Linked DNA regions of Cricetulus griseus: region 2 is linked to region 1. Evidence: chromatin contacts called from public Hi-C data. All regions are on one chromosome and are shown on one strand. Each heading gives the region's core, a stretch centred on a gene start, on an enhancer-like site or on the middle of the called end of the contact. The rest is flanking DNA. Distances are from core to core; before and after follow the strand shown.

Region 1 (3,319 bases), core at 417-2,916:
TTGCTTGTGCTGGTGGAGCCCTCCTTCAGACTCGGCCCTAGGACTGAGGAAAACACAAAGGGTGTGGCCACACTCCTCCCTGTGCCTGATGCCTTATACCCGCCTCGATCCACTCATTCATGTTACAAAGAGCTGGGCCTCCATGGCTTGTTCAGAGTTCTAATGCTGTGTCAACATTGGGCACCTCATTGCCATTTGCTGTGGGCCCTCAGGCACCAGAGCACAGCCCACCAGGAGCTGGGAGCCATCCAGGAGCAAGACTGCCCTGCCAGCTCTCTCATGTGGATCACTTGCATTTCGTACTTCTAAAGTTGGGAAGGGATTTCTCACACTTGATGTGTACATACAATAGTGTTAATAATGCTACACCCTACAGGTCACCATATTCAGATGAGGGTTATGGGTATCTTTCTGCATAAGAATCTAGTGTCCAGTAAAGAGGAGCAGTGGTAGGCCTGGAGGAGCTGGGGGCCACACCGTGCAGGAGCCCCACCCTGCTGTTGAACTTTGAGAGAGCAGGCCCTACTTGGTGGTGGGCACAAACCCTGTTGCTCAGTCATCTCTTTCCCCTGCCTTCCCAGCTTGACTGGTTTGGGACAGCTTGCTTTCCTGGCCTTCTGTGTCTGGCTGTATGCCTCACAGGGACCATTCTTGCTGTGTGCACACCCTGACTCTCACACTTTCATTGGTGGGCTCTTGCTGCAGAGCTGTGTGCCGATACCCCTCCTCTTTTCCTTGCCATCTCTGTCATTTGCATGTCACCCCCCACCCCCAGCCTCATCTTGTGTCCCCAGGTTTTTTGTTTTTTTTTTTCCTGCCCTGGCAATACTGAGATCTCCCATTGGCACAAACCTTCCCTTCTCTAGTCTGTTTCCATGACTGGACCTTGCTGACCAGAGAACTGTGTATGTCTGCCTTGTCCTGTGCCTGCAGCGGGCACTCCGGTATTTAGTGTATGGGAAGAATTTCTCTGTGGGGTGTTAGAACTCCCAGTTCCTGGGTTAGGAGGCCGGTAATGGCAGACCAGAGTTTGAACCTGTTTGCCTTCCCACCATGTGTTGTGTTTCTGATGCTGACATGTGTGCCGCTAGGGACACTCTTCCTTGCTTCCGTTGCTTTATTTTTTTAAAAGTATGACTTTGGGGCCCTGCGGAAAGCAGGATCTGGTTGTAAGCAGAGCCCTCTGCTGGCCATTGGGGTCTCTGGCATCTACCCCTCTTCTCTGGAGTGGGGCCAGCTGGGACTCTCTCCCAAGCCTTGATTTCACCATCACTCATCTGCATGTGCACCCGAGTGGACAGGGTCTGCTTTCGATCCTTATCTCTCTGGTGGCGGGCTCTCAGCCAGCAAGCAGATCAAACGATGGAATGTGTTCACTTGGCCATTTTTTAAAAAATCAAGGTCCAAGGGTTCACTTCTAAAAGACGAGGGCGCCAGGGATTAGATTATCCGGAGAGTTGAACCACTCTGGCTTTTGTGCTTTTTTTTTTTTTTTTTTAAAGGGTTCATCTCGAGTTTCTTTTTCTGGTTGAACAAGTTTTTTTTTTTTTTTCAAAATTAATAACTAATGGAAAAGAGGAAGAGGCAAAGTAGAACCATATGACAGCTCACACAGGCTTGCTTGTGGCCGGAAGCTTCTGATTTGTGTTGCCTTTCATTCGATCAGCTGTTGGGTTAGATAGGAGGAAAGCACGCCATTTGGGCAGGAGCAGCACTGAGATGTATTTCTTAACCCAGCTGAACTGTGTCCCTTATGCCCCTCTTAGATGCTGGCTACTGGCTGTGTGACTCTAAGCAGCTTGTTGCTCAGGCCCCGTGTGCCCCTTCTTTAAAATAAATGGTCTCTATGAAGACCTGCCCTGGGGATCGGAGTGAGTAATGCCAACAGACTTGGCCCCATGGTGGCAGATGCTCATCTCTTTTGTGGTTTATTACCGGCATTATCTGGTATAAGGTTTTGCTGTGTGGCCTACACTGGTCTTGAACTCATGGAGTAAAGTGTTTCTTCTGCCTCGGTCTCCTGAGTAGTTGGGGCAACAGGCACATGCCGTTGTCCTGTACCCTATTAAAGCTTTCTTTGCTGTGCTTGGGCTGAACCCAAAGCCAGACAAGAGCACCTGGTTCCTGCCCCTTGGCTAGTGTGCAATAAAGAATGCTGTGCTCTGAGCCTTCCCTCTGGAGGTGACAGCAGGCCCTGTCCCAGCAACATTAAATGGTGTCACTGGAAATTAAGTACTCCCAGCAGCCTGGGTTGACCAACTCCCTTGGTGTTAGGTAAACGTTCCGTGCAGAGGCCAGTGGTAGCAAGGTAGGTCAAGTGTGCAGTTTGGGGAGCAACCAAAAGCCATTTGTGCTGGCTCCACTCCTCTCCTTAAAGGCTGCAGAGCCACGGCCACAAGGCACACACAGTGGACTCTTAGCTAGTTGGACCTGGCCATGCATTTAAGTTGCTCTTTAAACTTACAATTTGTGACAACCAAGAATATGACACAACCAGTGGGTGGGAAGAACGGAGGGGAGAAATTTTGAATAATCTACTGGGTTTCAGAGATGAGCAGCCATTGCTCTCCAGTGTGATCTCAGGTGCCTGAGCATAGATTGAGATCCCTCTGCAGCTGATGGGACACAATGCTTGGTTGGGGTGCCCTCAGGGCCTCGTTGGGCACAGCATTAACCCAGTTGACACGGGGCAGGGAAGAGCAGTCTATTGGTGGTATTAGGACAGCCAGCTCAGGCTTATTCACTGTCCTGCTGACACAGGGTTATTCCAGGAACCCCTTTTGAGGAGTGGGAGTGCAGGGTGGGCCTGCAGGAACATTGGGACCCAGAAGGGGAATGTGATAGACTGTTGGTTGTCCCGTGGAACATTTGAGGCAGAGTCAGACTAAAATGGTCTTCATCATAAATCTGAAATTCATATTTAACTCATCATCCTACAGTGTATACACCAGCTCTCAGTGGGGAGGGTTTGTAAACAAACTTGCATGTTGAGGGGACAGCTAGTAGGCCAGTCTCAGGATTAGGGGCAGGACGGGTAGGTGGTACCCCCAGTGCACTCTGGGGCAGCTGCTCCCTGCCACACTGTATATCCTGTACTTGTTTCCAGTGATGGCCATAGTGGTGTTGCTCCAGGCTTGATTGTCTTTGATCAGAAGAAGACGGGGTGGTGCAAATAGAACTTGAAAATATGGCCCTACTTGAGAACTTATCCTTCAGGGACTCAGTGGGTGGAGAGCCAGCCTGCACAACCTATCCAAGTGCTTGTGCGCTGGGGTGTATCCTGTGTCCTGCATGATCTCCTGGCTTTCCTGTGTGCCAC
Region 2 (3,319 bases), core at 344-2,843, 160 kb before region 1:
TCTCCAAAACAAATGTATGCTAACTACCGGCTGCAGGGCAGGCTTACACATCTGCTCAACAGAAGTTCCCCTCAGACCTCACCAACAACCCTGCCCACCCCACAGCCTCCGACCCCTGGGGTTGCCAGCAGGAGGAAGGAGCTGAAATTTCACTTTAAGGAGGCTGTACCTCTGGCTATGGCGCAGCCTCCACTCCCCTGCTTACCCCTCCAACATACAGGCCCAGGAGAGAGGTCTGGCTTTCAGGGAAGGGTGGAGAGGGGTGGGGGTCACCAAGGAAACGCCCCAGCCTTGTCTCTTCTTTGGCTCTAACTCAAGACAAATCCGCCCAGGCAGTTCCAGCATCCGTGGGTGTCTCAGGGGGCTGGCTGCTTAGTGACAAAGAGTGGGGGGCTGCCTGTTGACAACTTACTTCCCCACTCTCAGCCTGTGCCAGCAGGCTGTTTTCCTGGGGTGTTCCGAATTGCAGGCTGGTGGCTTCCAGCAAGGCAAGGGCCTCGGAAAGCATGGAAATGTGGCTTTCTCCCTAAATGCCCGCCCGCTCCTCCCTCCTGCTCCCCCGCAACCAGGCCAAGTCAAGCAGCTGCCCCCTTTAGTGACGCTTGTAAAAGATCATCGCCTGGCCCAGGAGCCAGAGCCGGCTGGAGGGCAGGTGGCCGGCAGCAGAGCCCTGCGGTGAACACTGCCTCATTGGGGTGGAATGCTTACAAGGCTCGCTAGAGCCCCAGGAAAGGCTAGCTAGCTAGCTCGGGCGCTCACGCCTGCTCTCCCTCTCCCTTTCTGCAGGGGGGATTGACACCGGCCAGACTTTGGGGGCAGGAAAGAGGGGAGTTTGGGGTCTTTCGTAGTGCCAAAGGAACTCTGCGCGAGCCCAACTGGGGGACCGCGCCTCGGAAGCTGGGGCGGGATGCTTTGATTTGAAGGGTGGAGGTCAGGGAGGCGCTCAGTCGCCGAGAGAAAACACGAAGGCAAAGAAAGTGAAAATCGAGGCACGAGGGGGACAGTGGGAGGGACAGAACTCCTGCGAGAGCGTGGAGGCGGAAATGGAGCGATGGAGAGTCAGAGACCTGTGGATGGAGACAGGGACCGAGTGGGGGACAAGGACGGAGCCAAAGGAAGAACGAGCCCAGAGTCCCAGCGCTGCCCGGCGCCCGCCGGGCGACGCTCTCCCTCCCACTCTTAGTCCTGGCGGCGAAACTCCTACAAGAAACGGAGCCTCGGGGCGCGGCTGGCGACCGGCTCGGGACGCCGCTGGTGCCCCCTGGCCACCGGGAGCCGCGCCCACGTCCCCAGCGCGGGCGATCGGAGACGCCGGGCCGGCCGCTGAGCTGCGCGGCTCGGGGGTCACGGGCTGGCGGGACGCAGAGTGGAACTGCGGGACTCTAGGGATGCTGTGGGGCGCGGTAGCAAGGGGACCCCGGCTGCCCCGCTCCAGCGTGCGGGCCCGGGCGATACTTACCGCGCGCGGCGGCAGCAGGGAGCGCGGCGCGTCCTCCTGGGGGTCCTGGGAGGTGGTTGGGGGCCTCGGGGATCCCACACCCGGGGTCCTTGGGCTGGAGTGACCCCGCGAGGCTCGGCTGGGCTGCTCTTCTGGCCGTCTGCGGCCCCAGGCGGGCGCGAGGCGCGGGGGAGCGGCGGGCCGAGCGCCTCCGACGTCAGGGTGTCTCAGCTCCAAATAGGGAGCGAGGGCGGGGGCAGCGGCGGCGAGGGGAGGGCCGCGCGGGCAGGGCGGGCGGGCCGGCGGGCGAGGGCCGCTCCCTCCGCGCGCGAGCAGGGGCGCCCAGGCCGCGGGCCCCACTCTCCCGACGGCCGGGACAGAGATGAAAGGGCACAAGCCAGGCACCCGGCCGCTTCTCAGGCTTTGATTCCCCTCAGCCAGGCTTTTCTGTGCTATCAGGTCTTGCCAGGCCTTGGAGAGACAGTAACAGACTTTGGACACTTGCTGAGTGCAACACTCCAGCCTACTGGGGTTCCAGCACCAGGAGCCCATCCGAAGCTGCTCCCAACCTTCCCTCAGGAGGCTGGGTTCCGATCTGGGCTGTGCTCCTTGCCCCTTGACCTCCAAACAACTTAGCTAGGGCATCCAGAGAAAGGTCTGAGAAGCCAAAACAGACTCACTCGGGCTCTTTGAAGAGGGGACAGTGCAGGTCCCCTGAAGGAGGGAATATCTACCTAATCCACTGAGATGAAATTGCACCGGTGTAGCCTGTTCCAAAAGAATAAGGTCGATCCGGACTGGGGCTGTCGCCCAGTTTGGCAGACTGCTTGCCTCGCATGCAGGAGACCTGGCTTCTATCCTCAGGACCCCATAAACTGAGAACAGCGGCGCCCACCCAAGACCCACGGTCAACTAAACAGCCAGTTCCAGGCCACCCTAAGAGGAGGAAGAAGGTGGTGTCTTTCTTGTCCCTTGGAGGTGACAGCCCAGGGCATCAACGAGCAGGATGGTGAAAGTTGGTGGTCCATATCACGTATTTCAGTCATTCAGATGGACTCAACCCTGCTCACCTGACATCTTCAAGTTGCCAAGCATGAGGGTGGGGGTTGGCAAGGCCTCCTAGTGGCCTAATGGTAACATCTTGGCTGTCCAAGGCCGCCTGCTCCCCAAATCAACAGCTGTTAATGCTGTTTTTCAGCCTAGATTGTCCCCTCCCTCTATCTCCTGTTCAATGCATTCTTCGTCTACCGGGGTCCTCAGGTGGCTTCCACGTCTTCCTCCTCCAGGTGTGATCTTGCAGCCTGGAATACATCTGTTCATGCTGATCTCTCTTTACAATGTCCCCCATCAGCCCCTTGAAGGCAGAGCTCTTCGTTTCATTTCAGTGCTAGCTCCATTTAATAAATGCAATGGGTCCAGAAACAGCTGAAGTAGCTCATCCAAAAGTTACACAGTGAGAGGCTAAGGTTTGGAGGACCATGAGCTGCAGATACCGGCCTTGATGCAGCATGCCATATGCGGGGTGCTTTACAGCCTAAGCTTGCCAGCAGTCTCCAGTGTGGACCTTGGGCAGGATGGGAGTGGATATGGATGTTCTGTGAGAGCCCATTCCCACCAGACATGGTGATACATGCCTATCATCCCATCAGGAGCTCAAGGCCAGCTTCAACTAGTTCCATGCTAACCTGGGCTACGTGAGACCCTGTCTCAAACAAAACAGGAGCTGGTGAGATGGCTCAGTGGGTGAGGGCACTGACACCTGGTCTAGCAGCCTGACTTTGATCCCTATGACCCATTATGGGAGGAGGGAACTGACTCCTGCAAGTTAGTTGTCCTTTGACCGCCACAGGTGTGCTGTGCACAAGTGTACACACACACACA

Evidence for each region. Hi-C and Micro-C count contacts between places; a contact is called where the count stands out from the background.
Region 2: a contact with region 1 is called in a Hi-C map of liver, with 3 times the contacts expected there. The contact joins the promoter of Nbl1 here to the enhancer-like site in region 1. A contact is called at or near these places in 2 of 8 Hi-C or Micro-C datasets (the CHO-K1 cell line and liver).

What each region holds. Positions count from the first base shown.
Region 1 is chr2:14,054,403-14,057,721 of CriGri-PICRH-1.0, reverse strand. All of the region lies in intron 2 of Capzb (F-actin-capping protein subunit beta), which reads left to right. Among named protein-coding and RNA genes, the nearest start is that of Slc66a1, 62 kb to the right of the region's middle. Within about 2 kb of position 1,666, at least 1 of the 6 cell types and tissues checked has open chromatin away from gene starts, as enhancers often do.
Region 2 is chr2:14,218,173-14,221,491 of CriGri-PICRH-1.0, reverse strand. It overlaps Nbl1 (neuroblastoma suppressor of tumorigenicity 1), which reads right to left and starts at 1,593. Exons shown (of 3, transcript XM_027399829.2): 1 at 1,460-1,593.